Regions from separate parts of the Zea mays genome. Here regions 1 and 3 are each linked to region 2. The links are chromatin contacts, called in public Hi-C maps. All regions are on one chromosome and are shown on one strand. Each heading gives the region's core, a stretch centred on a gene start, on an enhancer-like site or on the middle of the called end of the contact. The rest is flanking DNA. Distances are from core to core; before and after follow the strand shown. Region 1 holds the start of LOC103635083 (pentatricopeptide repeat-containing protein, mitochondrial-like). Region 2 holds the start of LOC100384763. Region 3 holds the start of LOC100194015 (universal stress protein).

The links. A called contact is a pair of places that touch in the nucleus more often than the background predicts.
Region 1: a Hi-C map of leaf shows a contact between it and region 2, with 5 times the contacts expected there. The contact joins the promoter of LOC103635083 here to the promoter of LOC100384763 in region 2. A contact is called at or near these places in 5 of 25 Hi-C or Micro-C datasets (ear, leaf, tassel and 1 more).
Region 3: a Hi-C map of bundle sheath shows a contact between it and region 2, with 4 times the contacts expected there. The contact joins the promoter of LOC100194015 here to the promoter of LOC100384763 in region 2. A contact is called at or near these places in 3 of 25 Hi-C or Micro-C datasets (bundle sheath, ear and endosperm).

The regions. Positions count from the first base shown.
Region 1 is chr8:37,682,415-37,686,879 of Zm-B73-REFERENCE-NAM-5.0, forward strand. LOC103635083 (pentatricopeptide repeat-containing protein, mitochondrial-like) reads left to right here and starts at 2,900. Exons shown (of 2, transcript NM_001301549.1): 1 at 2,900-3,241. The coding sequence starts at 2,936.
Region 2 is chr8:38,227,044-38,231,950 of Zm-B73-REFERENCE-NAM-5.0, forward strand. LOC100384763 reads left to right here and starts at 3,328. Exons shown (of 27, transcript NM_001362469.1): 1 at 3,328-3,512; 2 at 3,616-3,681; 3 at 4,535-4,621. The coding sequence starts at 3,411.
Region 3 is chr8:37,490,753-37,495,501 of Zm-B73-REFERENCE-NAM-5.0, forward strand. It overlaps LOC100194015 (universal stress protein), which reads right to left and starts at 2,658. Exons shown (of 3, transcript NM_001139078.1): 1 at 2,256-2,658; 2 at 1,914-2,139; 3 at 1,392-1,693. The coding sequence starts at 2,445. The coding sequence ends at 1,612. It overlaps LOC100282295, which reads left to right. Exons shown (of 3, transcript NM_001368947.1): 3 at 530-785. The coding sequence ends at 548. LOC111590055 (small nucleolar RNA snoR128) reads left to right here and starts at 270; the gene lies at 270-369.

The sequences.
Region 1 (4,465 bases), core at 1,650-4,149, 550 kb before region 2:
AAGGAGCATAGTATTAAGTATAAACAAATGAAAAAATCGTTTTTTAAGTACAAAAAATTGATTTACACACTTTTATACTATTATATGCTAAACTGTCGGCCAATTCATCCTTCGACAGTACTGAAAGCCCATCTTCTAATGTTGGGAATCTGAAGCTTCTGCTCATCTCCCGGCAGACAGATATCTCTTTGCTGTCCGGGAGACAGTACAAAAAATCCTCTTCTCCGCTGTCGTTGAACATAGTGCCCCCCTTTAGATACTTCAGCTTCTGGGCATAGTGTTGAGCTTCTCGTTCTTCTTCTTTAGAGAGTCTCTTTCCCGAAGCATGACAGATGATATATTCAATAGTTTCTTTTAAAGCTTCGGGAATGCGGGCAGTGCACCGAAGGGCCCCTTCGTTCTCATCATCCTCCGCCACCTCAAATGGTGGGAACGCCACATAATAGTGGGAGCACATTATGGTCGCAGGGAGCCCTGGGAGGTCTTCAACTTCGCTTCCCGAAACATAAAACCAATAATCCCACCAGTTGCCCCACTTGTTGCGAGCACAGGGAACTAACTCCACAACTTCCGCCGAAGTCTTTCCAGTCCTCGGCGTGAAGGTGCACGATCCAAACTGTGCAATTTTACCTCCAATCTTTCTCTTTTGCCAGTGCAGATAGTAATTCTTGGCGAAGACCTCTACGGAAGGTTGTCCGCCGTACGAAGTCACCGCCCAGACATACTTCGCCAGGGCCACCATGGCGTTAGGTGTCAACTGGTGGACCTGGACCTCAAACCTCTGTAGGACCTCCGCCACGAAACAATGCGCGGGTAGGCGAAGGCCGGCGATGAAGAACGCCTCAAACACGACTAACTCGCCCTTAGGCTCGGGAATCTCTTCCGCCCCTAGGACGCGCCCAACACCGTTCCCAAAATACCATAACTGCTGCATATCCTGCACGCGAACCGAGGAAATCCTCGACACGCCGAACTCCACCATGTGACCCGGCTGTAACTCCACCGTCGCCAAATCGCTCGAGGTATCTTCAGATGATGAATCGGCCAGTGGCGCATTCGCAGCAGATGAGGAAGAAGACGACATCGCTACGTACCGTCGGCGGCGGCGCGTGGTTTGCTTGACGCGGGCCAGATCTCCGATGCAGAGGAACAAGGAGGGCAGGTGAGCGGGCGAGCGGTTTCAAAAGCTTAGGGTTTTCCGGCGCATGCAAAGGTAAGAGTCAGCCCGCGCCGCCCTTTTTATACACACGACGCGGCGCTTCGGGAAACCCGCAGTCCAACAGTACCACGTCCCATCAACGGTCACCTCAAAAACCCCCGCGGGACCACTTCGAGCGAGGGCAGCGTCTCCATCATCTAGCGACGTCTTCGGCACTAGATGACTCAGTTGAACTGGTCCCTCGGAGGGCAAATGTTGGGGCGAAGGCGAAGACGCTACCCTTCGCGCGAAGTCTTCGTCGCCTCGCTACACCAACGAATGCGAGACGATCGGCGCGACTGCCCTTCGTCCTCTCCATTGCAAGGCGAAGGCCAGACTCCGACGGAGTCTGCTAGTCCCGTGTCCTCATCTCGTCCGGAGGCCCACTGTAACGGGCCCCGCGTGGGCAAGCATATTACGTGCCTCATCTGTAATAACTTTTTCCTGTAATGACGGTCTGTAACCTCCCTTTATGGGAATATTCTAGGAATAGTCCGGGTATCCGAGGGCATAAACGTCCTTGTCTTGGGACGATAGACACTCGGGTAGCTATAAATACCCCCGTACAGTGCCCTTGAGAGGCCAGATTAACAGAGCAATTGTCATCCCACATTAAACTTTGCTTGCACTCTTTCCACTCCCCCGTTGGATCAACTTGCCTAGGAGAGCAAGTTCCAATAGGAGGAAGTGAATTGAGGTGCATCCTGAGTTACACAAGCAAAGGCGAAGCTCACCGAGGAACTGGGCACGGCGAGGCCTCAATGCCGGCGGAACGACGTGCAACGACAGCGGCGGCGCTGCGAGCTGGGTGGGAATGAAAGGGGCAGGGAGAGAGTGAATGGGAGGCGGGGGTATGCTGAGGGTTCGGGGTCTCTACCTTGAGGCCCGTGCGACACGCGTGGGATAGGGTCGTGGGGGTGTGGGCGACGGTTTGTCCGTGCGGAGCGCGCGGCGTGGGCGCGGGCGCGGCGGTTTCTAGGAGGGAGACAAGACTAACAGGCGGGGCCGTGGCGTCAGCGAGCGAGCGCGAATGAGAGAGCGGCGCACGCTGACAGGGCAGGCCCACGACACAGAGAGAGGGGGAGCGCGCGGGTGAAGGGATTGGCGCCGATAGGCCGGTCCCACCGGGCAGGGAGCGGAGGAGAGCGGGCGCGCGTGTGGGCGAGCTAGGCCTAATGGGCCGAAAGGTCCAGTGGAGGGGGTTGCATTTTCCTTTTTCTTCTGAATTTCTAATATCTTTTCTTTTTATTTCTCTTTTGAATTCAAATCCAACCAAGCCACAAATTCAAATTTGAACATTTCAAGTATATGCATCAAATAAAGATCAAAGTTTAGCCTCAACATAATGTAACAATTCATATTCCCATTAGGATTTGATTTATTAAAGTATTAATACATTTCCTACCAAATTAGGTCTTGTTCGGTTATTTTCAATCCATATGGATTGAAGGGGATTGATACGAATTGAGAGAGATTTTGACTTACTAGGGATTGGAACTCCCTCAATGAAGCTTTGTTTGGGTACTCTAGCATTGACTCCAATCCACATGTGTTGAGGTGGATTGGGGTGTAAATTAGTTTAAGTTACACCCCAATACATCTCAATACAAGTGGATTGGAGTTAATACTAGAGTACCCAAACTAGGCCTCAATCCATATGGATTGGGGTAAGGTTACCCAACCTAGAAGCAACACCTCCCTCTTTTCCTCGAGCGGTCTAACCCCAAACCCTAAACCATGGCGCCGCCGGCCCCATCCGTCGGTCCCCGCCTCCTACTCCGCCGCCTCCTCTCTACGGCTACCGAAGCGGCGGCGGAGACACCTGCGCCCACCGCCCCCAGCTCCGCCGCCGCCGCGAAGCCGGCGAAACAGGACCCGAGGCTGCTCTACCGTCGTTTGTCGGCGCTTGGAAGCGCCGGGGAGGGGAGCGTGTCGCGGGTTTTGAACAAGTGGGTGCGGGAGGGCGGCGCGACGCGAAGCGACGACCTCGTCAAGCATGTCAAGGAGCTCCGCAAGTACAAGCGTCACGCCCACGCCCTCGAGGTATACGCCTGGATCCTCCTTGTCTATCAACCAGGCGCGCCCATTCGATTCCAGTTCTGGTTTGGCAGTTTGTGATCTATGATATCAACCAGGCGCGCCCATTCGATCTCAGTTCTGGTTTGGCAGTTTGTGATCTATGAATCGTTTAGTGTTTGTTGGCTACATGAGTTTGGGAAGAGTTGTAATTAGTTAGTAACCGCAATTAGTTAGGAACCCTCCCCTAGTCTGGTGTTGGAGATCAATGATGTCGGTGGTTGAATGGGGTTTTGCCAGCCCAGTGTATCTTGGCCTCCGAGGACAGGTTCTGTGAGGGACTTGGTGCTGGCTGGCAAGATAAATAAGCAATTGACGGGAGGCAGTGTGGCTGGCAAGATAAATTGGCAATTGACTGGAGACATTCTGGTTGCAATTGCTACATTGTCACCACCCGTGTTGCCCATAGCGAGATTGAAACACAGACTTGAGCAAATCACAGATAATCAAATGACACCGATATATGAGGGAGTTTGACTCCTGTTCTTTCCTGTTTCTCAATTCTTTCTTGTCCCCCCTTTTGTCTCCAGCTTCTCTCCTATATAGCTACCACTTGGTTCTGCCAACCCAAAACTGCAAGGTCCAAAGGCCATGACAACTGGGCCCACATATCTAATGGTGCTAGGTATGATAATGTTGCCCCCACGAAACATTGCTTGTCCCCAAGCAATGGCTTGAATGCCACTACTGTAAGTGCCACCAGCATTCATGGCACATTCAAACAGACTGCAAACAGTATCCTCCCAAGGGCATACTTGCCCACAGCAGTACTTCTGTGATCAGAATGACCTCTGAGTTGAAAGTTTTGAACGCCAAGGATGTGAAATCAAACTTCCCATTTGATGCAATACTCATCACACCATGTAGCAACTTCTATCAGTACCTCTCCCCTTAGCACTTCATGGTGGCTCCAAAGTCCGAAGATTGAATTAGTATGTACAGCCAGAAGATGCAGAAGACCGAAACACAAACACTGGGCATTCTGAATTATGTAACTCATAATTTTGACTCTGACAATTTGCTCACCTTTCAGGGGGCGCAATGCATGAAATTTCAATAAGTAATCATGAATGAGCAAGGCAAACTTTAGATTGTGCCCAATAAACTCTCCACTAGAACTGCAGGATAGATGTAGCAGTTGAACATCTGCCCTGACAGCATCAAGAATCTTTAGCAATCCTGTGTGAGCTC
Region 2 (4,907 bases), core at 2,078-4,577:
GGTAGGAAAATCGTTTTGTTGTCTTGTAGATGAGGACATCAAATCGAACGACCGTCAAAATTGATGGAATCAAAATACTATTTCCGAGAAAGAATCCTGTGTGTTGGTGGATCTGGGAATCTAAAGTTTTAAAAGACGCAAGGTTTTGAGGCCCTCTCCGCACTCCGCGCGTACTCGGCCTGTCATTGCGCCGACGCGTGGAAAGCAGCTCTCGGACCCGACGATTTTTATTGGATTCGGCAGAACGAAACGCTTGCGTCCGTGTTTCTGCCTCCCACCACCCTGCTATTCGTTTTTCTCTCCCCGCCACTTCGTCGCCCTCCCTGGCAACAAGAACCACATCATCGTCACCCTCCGCTGGTTCCCTTCTTCCTCGCCGCCGCCGTCTACGACCCCACCTCCAGCCCCTTTGCCTCCATCGTCCACCTTCTCTGACCCAGTCTCTCGGCGTCGGGGTTGAGGGTTTTAGGGTCTACGCGCGTTACGACCCATAGCCTCAGATCTAAAGCTTGAACGGCGACGAACTCGATCTTGTTTCTCTCGTAACTTGATCTGGCGGGAGCACCTCCGTCCATGCAGGTATACATCTCTGACATGCTTCCAGCCTGGTGCGCACATGTGCAAATGTTGGTATTAGGGTTTGGCAGATGCACTCTGGGTCTGTATATAGGTTTAGGGTTACATATTTCATCGAGAAGCGCCATAATCCTTCTCATACTGAAGATCCTGGTGCAATCGAACTGGTTGGTTTGATCTGGTGATTTCGATTTGGTGGACACACGCTCTCTAGGTCTGATTAGGGGGAACTGGAATGTTTTTGGTCGATGGAATCACCAAATCCCACTGATTGAAGCAAGTTCCACATTTTTTCAAATGTTGTAGCATAAATTAACATGTGTTACCCATTTTTCCATCAGTGCACATACATTCCATTGAGTAAAATAGGTTAGTAGTTTTTTTTGTACTATCTATTTTCTTATCATATTGTAGTGTTCACTTTTTACCCACCAGGGTCTCTGTCCTATTACCTAAGCTTGAGACTTCAAAAAAACTATATGTATGTTATTCTGAAATAACTTGAGCTTATGGACATGTATTGTCAGTCCTACAGCCAGTGCAACTTGTACAGAGAACCATACATCACTTGGTCAGTCAAAAAACTATTATTGTTAGAAAAATATAGCCAAAATACTTTGTGTCCTCTGGTCTTGGCCTTCCAGTGCTTAATTTGTATTGATCATAATTTGAGGCAGTAGTGATTTGAACGTAAGGAATATCTTCTAACATATAAATTCAGTTTCAAAAGCAGTGTAGAAATATTTGATGACTCCTCTACACCAACTTCAATCACATAATGTGAAATTGATGTTTATTTTTTTTAAGTTTGATTACGACTACATCTGCTTGTTTATGCTACCGACCTGACCTTTCTTATTTACGATAGGCTAATTCCCAGTTAAATGACTCAGGAAATAAACTGAACAATATGCCCATATACGACTCCTTGCTAGAGACCTGATCGCACGGTCCTAGCGTCCTACGGTAAGCAGTGGTGGAGTTGCATAGGAACCACTGAATTCAGCTGAAGTAAGTGTTACGTGGTGTACCATGCATCATGTATCAATTAGGAACAAACACCAAGAATTGCATAAAGAATATAAAACATCTTACCATCATATTCTGTGCATCATCAGTTGCTGCTCATCCAGGCAAAGATAGTCAAATTCCTAGGCAATATAAAACAGTCAATAAACACTACTAACAAGTTTTGCAGCGACATGTAAAGATGACAAATCTTACCATTTTATTCACCAAGGATTATACTGGAAATACCCTCAAACCAAATAAATTAAGGAAATACCTTCCAAACTATCCTATAAACTGTCTCCTCGTTTTTCATTCCAAATATTGTTGTAGTTACTTTCTAGAGGAACATTTATTACTATTGTTTTTCCTTATATTTTCAGCGCTTATGACAGTGTCCAAGCCCATTTTTAAAGTTCATAGTTTATTCTAATTAATGGATTCAGATTAAAACACTGTTCTATCTGAATAAAAAAGGAGAGCATTGCAATAAATTAATGCCATAAGTTTCTTGATAAAACCTGACATCTTCAAAATCGTTTTTAAGAAATCATGCACACAACTCATTTTCTCTACAGGTTAGTGAAGCATTGTCTCTTTGGAAATGCGTATCAATGTAGCTAGATTTATGTGCTCTTGGAATTTTGTAAATCCAAATTAAAATCTTCAAATTTAAAATCATCATACCATACTTGATAGTGTCTGAGATGGAAATTTGGTAAAAGGGGTGCATCAGAGACTGTATTGATACCTTAAGTAAGTTTCATAAACCATCCATTACTATCGTTTATTTAGTTTTTATATCTTACATAAAAAAGCTTTTTCCCCTCAGGTCCGGTGAGGCTGACGTTTTATCATGAATTCGGGGATGTTGCACTTTTGTGTTCGCAAGAACTATGTAGTGCATACATGTTTATCTCCTCCTAGGTTTCATCCTGGATAAGGGAACACCGTGTTTTTATGTTCATCGCGACAATGCGAGGGATATATGTCGATCCGTCTGTAGCTTAGTCTCTATAATTATGCTTGTCTTATGAAACCAACTTATACATATAAGTTGATCCTTTGGTGGTAGCATCAGGAACCTGGATCAATACGTTCTATCCTGCTTTTGGATGTGTACCATATGGATGCACAGATTAATGAAGGATTGCTATGTAAAACAAGCGCTACACTTCTATTTTAGTGTGCATGTATATATGTGCCCCGAGTTATGCTTTTATTGCACTTCATTTTGTTTGTGCTCTAATTGCTATAGCAAATGAAGGTTTTTTTTTCTATAGTTCCAATTTGATATGCATTACTATGTTCAGTCTCTATGTGTTTGGTCTGCTCATTGCTTTGTTGCTCTACCTGTCTCGCACTAATTAGTTTTGTGGATTGTGCTAAATAATTTATCTAATCCTCTGCTAAATTTGAATATGATATGTACAATTGCTCGCTCCTGTTTTACCCTTTGTTGGATAGGGCGTCCGAAGGGGCGCCGCCTGATCTAGTGGCTCTCAATGGGGGGGGGGGGGGGGGGGGGGGTTCAATGGAGTTTCATGAAAACAGGGACGTGAAACCCCCAATTTTGTCAAGGCCATTATTCCAGCCCAACCCCATCGTCTTCTATAGTTACATCTACACTACACCTAGGGCCCAGGAAAAAAGCCCACACCCACAGCATAGGGCACAGGTCCACAGCGGTCCAAGCGAGTGCTAGGCTGTTAGCAAATATCAAACTCCACTGCTACCACTAATACACATCGCCCCCGCACATATCGATCTCGTCGTCGTCTCCCCCGGTGGCATGCTCCGCTCCCGCTAGATCCGATCTATTATCTATGGATCCCCGCCGTCTCCCCATCCTTCTCTCCCTCCTGCTTGCCTTCTTCTCCGCCGTTGTCGCCTCTGACGAGATCCACGGATGCGGCGGCGTCGTCGAGGTCGACGTTCCTCATGTTGCTCTATCTCCGTGTACAGTGTGTTTCGCTTTGGTTAGGTGTGACTTGTTACACTGATGCGACTTGGGGTTTTGGGTGGTTTCAGGCGAGCTCTGGCTTGGCCAAGTCGAGGAAGGCATCGGATTCCAAGCTCGATTACTCCGACATCACGGTATGCCGTCCGCTCCCGCCATCGTCAGTTTTTATATCTTAGGACCGTCTCATCCCATCACGTAGACAAGCTTCGTAGTTGCACTCAGCTGTCCTTTCCTATCGAGCTTTGACTGGTATTTTTATGCATGATTCGTTTAGTCTAAACATACATTTGCTTGATGCCGTTCACTTGAATTGGACCTCATGGAGAGCTGAACACGTTCTGGTTGCATGATGCTGAGTTACCGCCGCTGCTCTAACAACTATCCTAGTTTCGGATTGCCTGTTGTCCCATGGTATTCAGATCACTGCCCTATGGGTTTGCATGGTTGGGTTTAGCGACTCTACACTCTATTCAGACCATTTAGAATTACCATTAGGGCACAAGAGGTTGCCCTGCCGGTGTTTTGAGCACATACTGATTTCTTGTTTCTGGTAGCTTTGGTGATTGCTGGACCTTAATTATGCTGGGGGGAGCGATGGGGGATGATTCAAATAATATTGTCCATTAGATTTGAGTAAGGGAGAGAGTTTATCCAGCGATCTGAAACGTTGGTTTTCATGTTTTGTTAAGTCTGGGTGCAATTTGTTTAGTGGAGGTTGTGGGTGTGGGGGATGATTTGGTTGGGTGGGTTCTACTAAGTTTAAACTGATGGATATTTTCATCTCTCATATAGTGACATATGCAAACTGTAGCATGTAGAGATTAATATCATTTTTAATACATGGCTATTATTCTAGTATTGCTCTATTTGTGTCTGTGTATGTTCCGTTAATCATGCTTGTGCTTTGGTTTTGATGCATATGTTTTTATATTTATTTATGATTTGCACTAAGCCTCCAACTGATTCCCTCTTAACTTTGTGTATCAGGTTGAGCTCTGCACTGTTGATGGTTTGGTTAAAGAAAGCACACAGTGTGCTCCTAATGGATACTATTTTATCCCCGTCTATGATAAGGTATCTTTGTGTTTTTTGTTTACTTTAGTTCTGGATTATCTTTTATGTGTTCTCATTTTATTTACACATACAATTTTATTGCAAGTAGGAGCAAAGGTTAAAGGGCACTACTCCCTCCTGTCACAAAACATGTTATGTTTTGGCTACTGTCAGCATGATGCCCTGTTTAAGTTTTTGTCATCAATATCCTTTTTGATATTTCAATTGAACTTCTAGAAATTGTATAGCCTGATCTTCCTTCAAAAAACAGTTCCATACTATTACATCATTGATATATTTTATACAT
Region 3 (4,749 bases), core at 1,408-3,907, 740 kb before region 2:
GTCTTGAAGGGTTGTGAGCTTGTCATTACCCTGCTGGAATTTGTTTCTACTTGTGATTTGAAAACACATTTAGTCCCCGTTTGCTGCTGCGGTGTGTATGAATTCTTGCAGCTGTTATTTTTCTTGTCTTTGTACAGATGATATTCATAATGTTTTTGTTCATGTTGGTCCAGTTGATCAGTCTATTATTTTACTAGAGTTACATGGAGTTTACATTGAAGTTGAACTTAATCTTAATATCAAGCGTTCTCCTGCTGAGGTTTAGGCTGTTGCTATGATGAGACGTAATACCTTCTGAGAGCAGATTACTGCTGTATGAACCTGGGAAATATTCTTTCATTATTTCCTCCTGAGCGGTTACCTGAGCAACTGCACAACTTTGATTCCTGTTGCGCTTCATTTAGGATGCTATTTGTATTGAGATGTAGCACAACTGTTACTTTTGCCAATTTTTCATCTCTAACAGCTGCTTGAGATGCACCTTGGTTTTTGCTCTACAACTGACCCTTTGCATTGACCATGTTTGCAGATGGACCCCAAGTTCCTGAGGAACCTGAGGTATTCAAGGAAGGGCAACAAGAAGAGTGGTGAGGCTGAGGAGTAGGAAGGAAAGCATGGTTGTGTTTCCTATGTTTTAGCTCAGTTGTAAGGTGGAACTTAGGACCTTTTGCTGCCGAAATGTTTTTATGATAATCATGTTTTGAAGAGTTACGGTTTACTTTCATTATTTCCTTTGCCCTTGGTAACTAAAATTAGTTGTTTCGATTGCGTCTGGGTTTCATTGGAGGCTAACCTGTTTGGGAGGCGGTTTAATGTTTTATCTTGTGGTCGAGTGAGCATTAGAGCATGTACAACTTAGAGCTTGATCGGTTTTCATGGTATTATCATGCAATGGAATGTTTTTAAATCCCTGTTTGGGAACGAAGTTTTTGAAAACCATAATTTTTGAAATACTACAATTTACTTCAGTCATGACAATACCATTGTTTAAAATAACCTAAGTTTAGAATACCTTAAAACAACTATAATATTTATAATAGTTCAGTTTTAAAAATAGAGATTTTAGCTAGTTTGTTAAACACTATTTTATGTATAATACTTTAGTATTTAAGAATACAACAGTATTCTTTCAAAACTATAAAAAAATTTCACTTCCAAACACCCACTAAGTTGGGTTTCTACAGCTTGTCGATACCGCTGCTGCTTAGGTGCTCGCGAAACAGTTACATGATAAATTAAAAGGTGTGAAATTTTGGTGGTGACGGGACTGAAATACCTCTGCTTGATGGAGGCCTGTAACTGTTAAAAGTTGCCACATTTGTTATGTGCAGCGGGGTTTTAAGATAAGCTAATCGTGTTAGCAGAAACAAACAGCTAGGCAACCGAAGGTTACGGAACGCTTTTCACTAAACAAGAGTACCAAATGCAAGAAGATAGTATGTACAGTACATACTCTGTCTGAACTCTGAACACCTTATTCCAGCAGAAAGCTAGTTGTTGAACTAGGGAAGACACTGCCATGCAATGGGATGTGAAGTGTGTACATATATGCCTATATGGTCGCCATGAAACATTATTGGCTAAGCTGCAGCGTTACATGCGAGGAACCTTCTACTCCTTGGGCCTCTTGACAATGAGGACCGGGCATTTGCAGTTCTGCGCGCAGTGGTTGCTGACGCTGCCCAAGAACGCCCTGCAGCAATGTTCATTTGAAACGAAGATAAACGAGTGAGTAGATTGCTGCCTCACAGGGATAATTGCAGGCCAAGAAAAAAAAAGGATCTGAAGCACTTGTCGCCCTCGACAGACTCCTGACGTGACTCAACTTGTGTAATCCTTGTCCGATGTGTTGATTTTTGGACAAGACGGAAAGGGTCTAGTACCATGTATGATCAGTGTCAGTATCAGCTCACCTCTGGATGAAGCCGTAACCATGGCTGCCCATGACGAGCAGGTCCGCGGCCATCTTGTTGGCTGCGTCGCAGATGACGTCCCGCGGGTCCCCGCTCTCCACCGTCGTCTCCACCTTGACGTGCGGGTGGTCGGCGCAGACGCGCTTGGCCTTGTCGACCGCCGCCGCCGAGACCGCGTTGGCGTGCCTCTCAACGCTCGCCAGCACGTCCGAGGTCATCATGTACCCTGCAGGCAGGATCCAGGGCATCAGCGCCTCTTCCATTTACTGATACTTGTGAGCTTCAACGCCCGGCCGGCTCCATATGATCTGGAGAAATTTACATCTGCGGCGGTAGTAATACCTGCGCTGTCCATGGCGGCGTAGACCGGGCGCGGGCGGCGGGCGTGGACGAGCACCAGCGTGTCGCCTCCTGCCGGGGAGACGACGTTGGCGAGGCACCAGTTGAGCGCGTGCAGGCTCTCCTCGCCCTCGTCCACGGCCACCATGATGCGGCGCCCGGCACTGGAGGCGGCGACGGCGGCAGTTTCCATGCAGGACGCACTGGATCGATCGGTGAACGATTGTTGCTTGCAAGGGGGTGAGAACAGAGAAGAGGATAGAACAATCAAATGGATGCTACTGCCTGACAATTGAGGAGAGCAGTCCGCTTTAAAGGAGAGAGGACAAAGCCGTCGTGCTGCAGCAAAGCTCTTGTGCTTCACGGCTGCTGCGGCGCCATGATGGGCTATCCGCGTCACCCTGCGACTCTGCCCTGGGTTTGGGGCGCCCGCGGCCGCCGCTGGGTTTCCTCTCCTCAGCCTCACGCCCTCGTACGGCTTTTCTCGTTTCCCGAAACGCCCATGCGGTGTTCTTCAGTGGGCCAACCAACCGACTGAACAGTGGAGCGAGCGACCAGGGGTATTGTTGCCATTATCTGATTATTACTTTCTGGTTGATTTTACAAGAGAGTCCGAATGGAACAGTGAGGATGATACCGTGGTTAGCGGCAGCTGTTTTGGATGTTGGATTTTGACGAAGGCACACGGTTTTGCTTTTGCAGGGCATGAACCCACGACGCCTGTGCCTCTTGGGCTTTGTTTGCCTGCGATCCAGTCAGAGTCAGGCAGGGGGTCTGTGCAGATGTTGGGCTGCGATGGGCCCTATTATCTTTTCCCTCTCGGCCTCAGACAAGACCTTTCACTTGAGAACCTTCCCGTGATCCCGTCCGAGCGCCTCCTCGACAGGAGCAGCGTTCCCGGAATATTTGCAATTTTGCAATTCACAAGAGTTGTTTATTTGCTATTTTACCATTTGTCTATGATTTATGGATTCATCTATGTCTATATTTTATGGACACGATAACATATTAGCGATGCCCACTGCTGGTGATAGTGAAATTGCAAATCCCTCTAATATTCCATCTTCTGGTCCAACCAGCAGCAACAGATATGCCGACCATCAACGAACATGTACAACCTGATTCGCTGAATCGGTTTTCTATGTAAAGATGCAACTAAAAACTGTATAATATAATAAGATGTCTTTAAATCAATTACAATATAAATTTAGTTAAGAGCCAATATATATAAAAAGTTGTATATAGATTGACCTTTCATGAAGAGATCATCTCTCGTTTTTTTAATTTAACCTCTTAGATACCCTTAAGAGAACACTCAAGAGACGAGCATACCCTAAGAATTGTGCAGCGGCCCCACAGGAAAGCAACTTTGAACCACTGGCCCACACGAGGAAGCTTTCGGGTAGCACATATTGAGAAACAGCGTCGTTGAAGATCCTAGATCCAGACCTAGAACCCTCCCGTCAACAATGGAGATGTGAGGAAGATGTAGAAACCCGTTTTCTTCCCTTCCCCTAGCGACATAGCACAAGAGACAGAAGACAAGATGTGGAAACTCTTTCCTTGTTATTCATTATGAGGGGGTACAAATTCATTATATAGAAAAGTATAGCCGCTCAGGAGTATGTTTGGCCCACACGAGGAAGCTTTCGGGTAGCAGATATTGAGAAACAACGTCGTTGAAGATCCTAGATCCAGACCTAGAACCCTCCCGTCAACAATGGAGACGTGAGGAAGATGTAGAAAACCCGTTTTCTTCCCTTCCCCTAGCGACATAGCACAAGATACAGAAGACAAAAGACGTGGAAACTCTTTTCTTGTTATTCATTATGAGGGTGGTACAAATTCATTATATAGAAAAGTATAGCCGCTCAGGAGTATGTTTGGTATTAGCCCACATAACCCTTCGTATGGTTTCTTAGCACTCTCCCTTAGACGAATACCGCGACGAATTCATGCCTCGTTAAAACTCCAAAAAAACTCTAGTGAAAAAATGAAGTGTATAGTTTCACTTCATGTATTGCACTTGATGCCTTATTAAAACCATCTATGAGAAACTTCAAGGAAACTGAATGGAGAAAAGAGTACAACGAGGGTCTTCAGGACAACGACAACCTTCAAGACTATATAGCTTACGATCTTCAGGATCGAATAACAAGGGCTAAAATTCAAGGATGCTTTCCCCCTGAATCCTGCAAATCTCTCAAGTGTCTCATCCCTATACCTCGAACACATTTTCTAAATGTGACTATGGGTAAAAATCTAGTAAATAAATTAGCCAGATTACCCCAAGTATTGATTGTGTAAGATCTTCACCTCACCCTCATTCTAGAGTTTGTGGGTATAGAAGAACTTAGGAGAAATGTGCATGGTCATATTACTCTTAACATAATATGTTCCTATTTGTGTAACACATGCTGCATTATCTTCATAGATAATGTTGAGGATATTTGCAGTTCCAAAACCACAAAACTTTTGGATATGATTAGTCATCCGT